Regions from separate parts of the Cricetulus griseus genome. Here region 2 is linked to region 1. The links are chromatin contacts, called in public Micro-C maps. All regions are on one chromosome and are shown on one strand. The core of a region is the stretch at or near the end of the contact, and the rest is flanking DNA. Distances in the headings are between cores, read along the strand shown.

Region 1 (4,712 bases), core at 1,598-4,097:
CCAGAACATATACACATGATATGATACACACACACCCACATAAACACACATACCACATTACACCACACACACACACACACACGCACACGCGCACACACACACACACACACACACATAAACACACATACCACATTACACCACACACACACGCACATATATATACACATATACCACACACACAACACACTACACTACACACACACACACATACCACATACACACATACCACACACACAACACACATAACACACACACCACAGCCATAATTCCTCCCACATCCACACTTAACCTCCCTAGCTACTCAATTTTGAGTTTTCTTCTTCTATAAACTTATCACATAAACACAAACGCAATTTGTTTTTTCCAACTTCTCTCAGGACTGGAGGATCTTCTCTCTTAGTTTACAGATGAGGAAACAGAGGCATGAGACATTGTCTAATTCACTAAAAGCCAGCAAATGGTCCATTTAGACTTTAGAAGCCAGGCAGCCTGACTCTGAGGTCTTCAGTATTACCATCTACCAGTGTCAAATGAATGATTGTTGAGCCTATTGTCTCAGTCATTCTTCCTCAGCCAGCCTTACTCCTGGTCCTGGAGGTACAGCTGGAGGAGGCAGCAACACTCCTCTCTCTGCTTCCATGATTGTGGGGGTGGGCGCAGGGTTGAATGGAAGGCTTCTTGGAGAAGAAGTTGCTGTTGGAACACTATGTGTTCAGGGGGACCCACTAGCTACCCAGCCTCAGTCTCAAGGTGGTTCCCCTCTGCTAAGTCCCCAGAGACCGAGTCCAGATCCCTGGGAAACAGCCAGATGGAAACCCAAAGCCCATGGGTGGCTTGCTTGAGGGGATCTGCAGAGCAGCCGGAGACTTTACCTCTTGCCTTCGAAGATAGATGCTGCAAGCGAGACTTAGGGAAAAGCTTTGGCCAGAAGACTCCTCTGTGAGCATGGAGGATGAAGGTCACGGTGCTTTTTCTCTGCTGTAACCTTAGAGGGTGGAGACAGGGAATGGCAGACTTTTGTAAGCCTGAGAGAAAGGTGCCATCACCAGAACTATGAACACAACTTCTGAGCCCCCAGTGCCATTCCCCAAACTCTGAAAGCCAAAAGGCCTTGGCCTCTGTCCAATTACTCAGGAGTCATTGGTCCCCTAGAGGGCCTGGCACCTGTGGTGGGGGACCCCTTGGTCAGCAGAGATGCTGAGGAAGACATTGACTTCTCCCACTGTCATTCAGGGAACAGCTGGGCACAGCTGCATCCAAGTACACTGCTCCAGCGCTGCCTGGAACACAGGGTCAGACACCATTCCCTTCATGGGCCCCTCTCCAGTAAGCCAGGCCAAGGGACGGCGTGTCCTCGGGCTTGCCTGGCCCTATCCCAGGTTGACAAAGCAGTCCCCCAGTCTGTGGTGGGAGGACAGTTCTATCTCAACCAGAGGAACGTGCATGCTTTTCTCTGATGCCTTCCCAAACTGGGGCTGACTGTGAGGCAGGGTCAGGGTGCTGGCATTCTCCCAGAGTGGCTGGGGGATAGCTAGGGAGGGCTTGGAAGGAGCTAGAAGTCTTGCTGTGGGAACTGAAGAAAGCGGTCAAGCTGTCCCCGAATCATGTTCCACAATGCCCAGCCTTCTTCTGCTTGTGAACCAGGCCTTGAGGAAGCTGCCCTCCCACCCATGCCACCAGGATACCTAGAACACCCATGCACTCTCCACTTCTGATCCCTGCTCCAGAACTTCTCTGCAGCTCTCTGCTGGCCCACTCAAGCCTGGATCCCTCCTAGAGGCAGAATGCTCATTGGTTCCTATTGCTGGGTCAAACACTATGACCAAAAGCAACTTGGGGCAGAAAAAGGTTTGTTTGGCTTACAGGTTACAGCCCATCATCAAAGGAAGCCAAGGCCGGAACCTGGAGGTGGGAACTGAAGCAGAGACCACAGAAGAATACTGTTACTGGCTTGTTTCCCATGGCTCTCTCAGTGACCTTTCTTAAACAGCCCAGGCCCACACTGGACTGGGCCCTCCTGCATGTTAGATATCAAGAAAATGTCCCACAGACATGCCCACAGGCCAATCTACTGGGGGCAACTCTTCAGTTGAGGTCCTCCTTCCCGGGTATCTCTAGCTTTGTTTCAAATCCACAGAAAGTAAACAGGACAGGCAGCTTCCCCTACTCTGTCATTCCGGTCTCAAGGTCTACCCCCTTTCAGCTCACAGGCAATACAGTCAGTGATGATTCAGGGTGAGTTCAGAAACTTGCTCAGTCACCCACATGTGGCAGAACACTACAGGCACACCGATAAACAAAAGACCATTATAGCAGCCTGCTGTCCCTGATGTGTGTCTCTTTGGTCACTGCTGTTCCCAATCCGCCGCAGGAAATGGACCATCTAACTTCTGAGATGACCCATCCTGGTGGGTTGAACTGCCACCCCAATTCCACAGCGGAGGCTTCTAAAAGTCAAGGAAGTTGGTTGTTGTGCCCAAGATGAGTGAAAAATGACCTTAGCCCTGACTGCCTCATGCCCTTTGCTCTGATCACCACAGGCTTCCTGGTGCACACCGAGTCCTGTTCCAGCGTGGTCCCTAAAACACCCTGTGTCCCTGCAGTGTGATCTCCCATGAGCGCTTGTTTCACATCTGTCCCCTCCCAGACCACCCGGTCATCCAGAGCAAGACGGGCAGACAGGAGTTCCCAGGAGGGGGCCTGTCTTGCAGGGATGCGTGCCCTGTACAGTGGCCAGCCAGCTGCCACCACCCCCCAGGAATCCTTCCCAGAGGCTTGGCTGCTGCGTGGCCAGGGCCAGTGACTGGAGGAGTCAAGGGTTTCAGCTCCCGCTGGGGGGAAGGCCAAGTCAGCTGCAGCTGGGCTTCCCAGAGGCCAGGAACTGGTTCCAGGTCATCAAGTCTGCACCAGGCCAGCCAGCTTTGCGGATGGAATGGGGGGGGGGCGGGCGGAGAGCGTCTGCAGATGCCAGTCCTGAGCTGCAGTTTGAGCAAGCTGAAGCATGTGGTGCTTCATACAGACTAGATGGAGCACTGGGTCTTGGAGTTGGGGACCCTAGCTACCCAAAAGAGTGCCTCCTGCATTTCTAAAAGGCTACTTGGTATGGGGCTAGCCTGCATCTGAGAACCTACAAGTTCTGGAGTATCAGTTACCTAGACAAGTGTGTGGGGCTTTCTACATCTAGATCCAGAAGATAGGGTGTCCTTTACATAGCCCCACATTCCAAGTACAGCTGGGATGGATTTTCAAGCTGGAGTGCCACTGAGCTGCAGGCCACACCATGTAGCCATTCTGTGGCCCAGCCCCTAGGGACTGGAGGGTTAAATGTAGATATGTTGTTTAGACTTCTAAACAGGAGGGACAAGAGCCTGGACTGGAAGGGGCAGTACGGAGAGCCTTGATGGGCAAGGCTCTTCCTTGCCATAGTGTTACCTAGAGAGAGAAGAAAGAAGCAAGAGAGAGGTGCAGAAGAGACTGGACCCTCCCGCCTGGGTGCACAGCAATGCTGCTCAGCCCAGGGAGTAACACATCTCAGTGGGCCCTGTGAACTGGCGGCAGCAGAGCTCCAGGCCCAACATAGAGGCGCCCCCTGCTGGCCACAGTTCCTTCTGTTACATGTGGTATAGGCCCCATGCATACAACTCCCCAGCACACTAGGACCTCCTTGATGGGCGAGGCTCTTCCTTGCCAGTACACGGTAGCCTGTGATTTTTGTCTCTCTATATCTAGATGAAGGGGACTCAAGAAGACAGAGAAAGCCAGACAGCAACTCCATGGGGAAGCTCCATGACAGGCTGTATTAGCGTGGCCAGCACATCTTTGATACTGGGAAAGTATGTGGGCACCACCCACACGGCTGGAAGACTGTGGCCGAAGGGAGAATGCCAGGCAGCTGTGTATGCAGACTGCTGGCCTGGTAAATGCAAGGCTGGGCTGGCCTTCACTGTGGAGGCAGGATTCCCAGCTTTCTAATCCCCTGACACTGCTCACAGTGAGGTCTGTGACTGGACAGAGGAGACAAAAGGGGGCAAGGAGATCGGGTGGAAAGGGGGCACCAGCGTGGAGTGCGCCCGTGAGGCCATATGCAAGGAATGCTCAGCAGTGTGTGTACTGCAACCTAGGCTATCCAGGACCTGGATCAGCCTGGTGGGGGCCAGTGATGCTAAGCACTATGTCCCAGTGCCAACTTCAGGGTTACGGCTACCCCACTGTGTCAGCTCACAGATCAGTTCCCAGCCTCCCAGAGCCTGGGTTCCAGGGGTTAAGGATGTTCACTAATGGGTCCCTGTGGAACAGTAGGATCCCCTAGGGCAGCCTCCCTCCCAACACTAGCCAGCTTGGATGTGCTTTTAGACCATGGAATTCACCCCCACATCCATCCTCAGCAGCTTTCAAAAAGTGTAATAGGCAGTGGGATCCAGCACGGTAGACACTTAGAAGGATGTGTCTGTCTGCCATCTCAGCTTGCTGGTAAGGGGGAAGTTGTGAGGGCAGAACCTGCCTGGGTCCTGGGTAAGGAAGAAGTCAGAGTGGGGGGGCACATTCTATCTGAATTCTGGAGTTTCCCAGACCCACTTAGTTTTCCCTCAACAGGGTCAATACTACTCATAGCTCCTAGAGCAGAGCCTGGCACCAGCTTCCAGGAGTGTGGCTAAACCCTGGGCACCACAGGTTCCTCTGCAGTAGGTGGGAGGCAATGCCCCCTGCTGGCT
Region 2 (4,712 bases), core at 1,425-3,924, 190 kb before region 1:
AATATACTTAGCAGGTTATGGATCATCCAGAGAGACCGGGAGCCAGGTTGAAGACACAGGTGGACTGGATGGCCAGTTGCCCAGATTGTGGTGGAGGCCTTGGAGCAGCTTGCCCCATCCCTCTCTTGAAACAGGGTTTCACTGTTATAACTTTGGCTGTTTTGGAATTGCTATGTAGACAGGCTGGACTTGAACCCCCAGAGATCCCCTTGTCTCTGCCTCTTGAGTGCTGGAATTCAAGGTGTGCACCACCATGATTGGCTCAGCTCTCCCTTCTTAAAAGCAGAAGGGAGGTCAGAAGGCCAAGCACAGGGAATGGTTGGGAGGGCAGGCTCATAGAGGGTTTTAAGTGGTTGTGGTAGGTAACTGGGAGCCATGGGAGGCTCCAGAGAAGGGCAGGCACTGTATGGTTTAAGAGAACAAGTTAGAGGCTAGAGGCTGGCACCCAACAGGAGACCACAGAAACAGTCCAGGAAAGCTAGGTGGGGGTGGGAAGAGGAAGGGAGGGGAGTGGGTGTATTGTGAGCCCACAGGGGAGTCTTGACCTTTTGTCTCATCTGACCTGGTAGAAGTCAGTCATGTGCCCTACCTGGCTAGAGGCTGTTGCTCTGTCAGAGGTGGGCCTGGAAGGGATTGGTGCTTTTCCCATGGCGGGTTGACAGTTTTCCCATGATGCCCTTGCAGGTGTCAGACAAATTTGCCTTTGGCCTCTTTGACCTGGACTGGGATGTGTTCACCCAGCACATTGAAGGTGCCATTAACCGTGTCCCTGTGCTGGAGAAGACGGGGATCAAGTCCACTGTCTGTGGCCCTGGTGAGTGGGGATGCTGAAGCTGGAGCAGAGGCATCCTTGGGTCCATCTGGGTGACAGTGCCTTCTTGAGGGTGACCTGTCTCACATTACCTGGGCTTAGCTAGGTGCTTTTATTTCCTCTCTAGGAAAAAAAAAAAGGCTAGCAAGGGCAGCAATGTATCCTTGGGCTTCTAACCCCAAAACTGAGACTCTAGACCCCATTTGTCCCCAGAACATGGGGTTTTCATCTGTAAAATGGAAATGTAGGATCCTGTCCCAGCACCATGTGAGGCAGAGTGAGGACAGGAAGGTGAACTGTGACTCTAGCACAGTGATTACCTAGTGGAGCCCCCAGCTTTACACCCCAAGTCTCACTTCCCTGGCCAGGGTCTCCAACCACTGGCTTCACTCCTTGTTTTTGGGTATCCAGAACTCTGTAGGGTTAGAGATCAGCTGTGCATGGAGAAATTCCTGGCCAGGGCCCAAGCCCCTGCCTCCTCGCTGTTCTCCAGGAGGCTAAGAGTGAGTTTAGCTCCCAGAGTCTCTCCCTGTAGGTTATCTACAGAGTATCCACTGTTCACAGGGTACTCCAGGCTCCATCTCAGAGTGAGGGTGCAGGGCTGCCCGAGGAGGATCCGAGAAAAGAGGCCATGCTGGAAAGTAGGTCTATTCTGACTAGAAGCAAAGTTTACCCTGTAAAAGCAGGAAACACATCCCTAAGATTCCATTAAGAATGTCTACCCTGCCATGTGTAGTCAACATTCTGACTGGCTCTGATAGTGTGAGATTCAGGCAGCTGCACCTTGGAGATAAGTGTGGAATAGTCCAGCAGCCCCACACACCTAGGGCCTGTGCCCTCATTCTTGGGCAAGGTTTCCCAGCCTGGCATGGGAGACACAGGCTGGGCTGCCTAGAGGAAGGAGCCTGTCTTAGTTACTTTTCCCATTATGGTGGCAAAATGTCACGACAAGAGAAAGGGCTTGTTTTGGCTCACAGTTCAAGGGTACAGTACATCATGGCAGAGAAGTGCTGGATGGGGAGCTTGAGTCAGATGGTCACACTGAATCCACAGGCAGGAAGCAGAGAGACAGATGCAGGTGCTCAGTCTAGGACCCAAGCCCAGGGATGGGGCCGCCCACTTTTAGCACCTCAATTAGCCTAATCTAGAAAATCTATCACCAGCATGCCTTGAGGCTAACCTAATCTAGATGATTCCTCACAATTGAGAGGCTAACCTTCTAGGTAATTCTAGATCCTGAAGATCAGTATCAGTTATTACAGAGTCAGTCAGTGCTGGGCTGTGATGTTGACTACACATGGCAGGGTAGACATTCTTAGCGGAATCTTAGGGATGTGTTTCCTGCTTTTACAGGGTAAACTTTGCTTCTAGCTCAGGTGCTTTGAGACTCAAGCTCAGAAAGACGTAGGGTAGCCCAAAAGGAAACTGTCTGCAGCTCCATAGGCTGAGCAGTCCATGACTGGGAGCCCCTGAGCACCACAGTGTGTGACCTGGGAGGTAGGGACAGAATACCAGTCAGCAGAGGTGGCATGCAGTTGAGAAGTCACAGGCTGGGGCCAAGCCAGGCACTGGTAGTAAAGCCTTATGGATGAAAGGGGATAGCAGAAAGCCAGGAAGCCAAGGATCTTCCATGGGGCAAAGTGGCCAGGTTATCTCAGGAGAGATGAAGGGTCCCAAATGGAAGGTGCTATGGCCCTCTGGGGAGTGTAGCCCCGACTGTCAGGGCATGCTTGGTGACTACAGAGCAGCCGGCTCAGTCTGTGTTCATATGTGTGACTGATGAAGAAGACTGTGGCACCGGGTGTAGTCTCAGGGAGGCCAGATGGAGTCAGCTGCTAGCCTCTATGAGCAGGCTGAGAGCATGCCTGATCTGGGACGTGGGCGAGGGCTGTGACTCACGTCCCTGCTCAGCCAGAGTGGGACCGATGGTGAGAAACACAGGAAGAATCCCAGGGGCATGAATGTCCCCAGAGACTCTCTTTTTCTAATTAACCTGGAAGCTGTCACTCCTCCATAGGGCCCTATTTTGGGGGAAGAATGCTTGGGAAGACAGCTTGGGTCTGTTCTCCTAGCAGTGAGGGTGTGTTTGGGTATGGGGGTCGGGGGTAGGTAGGTTTTCTCCTTGCCAGACAGCTCAGAGGTTTGGGCTCCAGAATTCAGAGATGTCCCAGCGCCAGACAGAGACCTTGGGCAAATAGATAGACCTAGGCTGAGAATTCAGAGCCAAGGTGTGGGGTGGGGGGAGCAAATTTAAGTCCTTCCACCCACGATGCTGGGGGCTCCACCGTTCTTAACTTTATCAATCTTGCCTATGTTAAACTCTAAGGGACTCTGTACTCCACACCTGCCCTCCTGACCAAAGTTCCATCCCCAGCTCTGACAAATCTGCTTGGGATCCCTCTCTTATCTTTTTAGACCTGGACATGACTTTCATCATTCTCTCCAGCCACTCTGGTCCTACCCAGATGACTGCCCCCACCCTCAGTCATACAGTCCAGCCTGACATGGGACCCTAGAGAGTCATCAGTGCTCCATCGCAGGCCTTCCTCCCCTTTGTGAGGCCTTCTCCTAGGAGGGTGAAAGGCTGTTGGCCTTGCAGACCAAATTCTTCTCCTTCCCCATTGGTTTTTCAGTGTGGCATCTCCATGATCTGCGCCATACGCAGTTGGCTCATCAAGTCTGCCTTGACCTTGAGCCCACTCTCAGCATGCTCACTCAAGTGCCAAGTCCTTCCAGAACACACACAGGGTTGATGTGGAACCGTGAAAGAAATGCTGAGCTCACATTTGGTCAGCGTGTATGGTGTGGCAGATCAGGAGAGCCCGTTTCAGCTTCTCACAGGCTATTCCAGGACCATTTCTTTTGGTCCACTACAAATCTGGCCTTTGCCTTACATTTTTGGCACTGATATCCAGGGATGAGCCTTCCTATGGAGTCCATCTGAGGGACAAGTACTCAGTTGCTTGGCCTTGTATCTCCTGCCACTGCCCTCTGATGTGCCAGCAACTTCTTACTGTTTGAAAGCTTCCTCTTGCTCCATGGCTGGCTGCTCCTCAGCTCAGACAGTGTCCATCAGCAGGTTGGGCTCTAAACACCCTCTGGGGGAGAGGATGGGCATGCTACTTCCCTACCTGCCTAAGCTAAGAGTCTGGGATTGGATAGATCCGGGCTGCTTTGCTGAGTGACTGGAGCACAGCAGAGCCCAGCCAGACAGCTTCCTCTCCTGTGATAAACACTGGGCAGTGATAGTTCACACCATGCCAGACCTGGCTAGCCTTTGCTAAGCCAAAGTACATGGCCTTTAGCAAGGCTGGTTCTTGCCCTCCATATCCAGCAGGCAGTAACACAGAAAGATGGTTCAGTGAGGGGAGCTGCAGCACTATGCTGGGTCAGAGGAAGATCCCTTGTTGGTGGGACAATGACAATGTTCCTGAGATGAATCTGGGCCCTTGGGGTAGAGCTGATAGGTCATAGGTCAAATGCTTAGGGGAACAGGGACAGAGGCAACCAGGGAGGCTCCCTGGAGGAAACAGTATTACCTTGGGTTATAAGGATGGAAGGTTTCAACAGAGGAGAGTATCCAAGGACCACTTTCCCATCCCTACAGTGCTAGGGCACCCTACCCCAAGGGCCTGGGGCCTGGAGGAGTCTTAGGCCTCCCTTCTTTTCAGAATCCTTCACACCCGACCACAAGCCCCTGATGGGGGAGGCTCCTGAGCTCCGTGGATTCTTCCTTGGCTGTGGCTTCAACAGTGCAGGTGAGGGGCACCTGATGGGAAGGCCCTAGTGGTATGGAGACAGGGAGGCCTGTGGTGCAGAGTGAAGTCCTGCTGGAAGGCATGCAGCCCCTCAACACCCAGATGTGAGAACAGGGGTTGGGTGGGGCTGACATGGAGATAGG

What was found. A called contact is a pair of places that touch in the nucleus more often than the background predicts.
Region 2: a contact with region 1 is called in a Micro-C map of the CHO-K1 cell line, with 3 times the contacts expected there. The contact joins two enhancer-like sites. A contact is called at or near these places in 7 of 8 Hi-C or Micro-C datasets (the CHK-Q cell line, the CHL-YN cell line, the CHO-K1 cell line and 3 more).

What each region holds. Positions count from the first base shown.
Region 1 is chr6:138,723,841-138,728,552 of CriGri-PICRH-1.0, reverse strand. No RefSeq gene overlaps it. Among named protein-coding and RNA genes, the nearest start is that of Slc2a6, 18 kb to the right of the region's middle. Within about 2 kb of position 2,847, at least 2 of the 6 cell types and tissues checked have open chromatin away from gene starts, as enhancers often do. A contact at or near this core is called in the CHO-K1 cell line, where this site is marked.
Region 2 is chr6:138,913,048-138,917,759 of CriGri-PICRH-1.0, reverse strand. It overlaps Sardh (sarcosine dehydrogenase, mitochondrial), which reads left to right. Exons shown (of 22, transcript XM_027423018.2): 9 at 685-814; 10 at 4,483-4,569. Among named protein-coding and RNA genes, the nearest start is that of Sardh, 16 kb to the left of the region's middle. Within about 2 kb of position 2,674, at least 1 of the 6 cell types and tissues checked has open chromatin away from gene starts, as enhancers often do. A contact at or near this core is called in the CHO-K1 cell line, where this site is marked.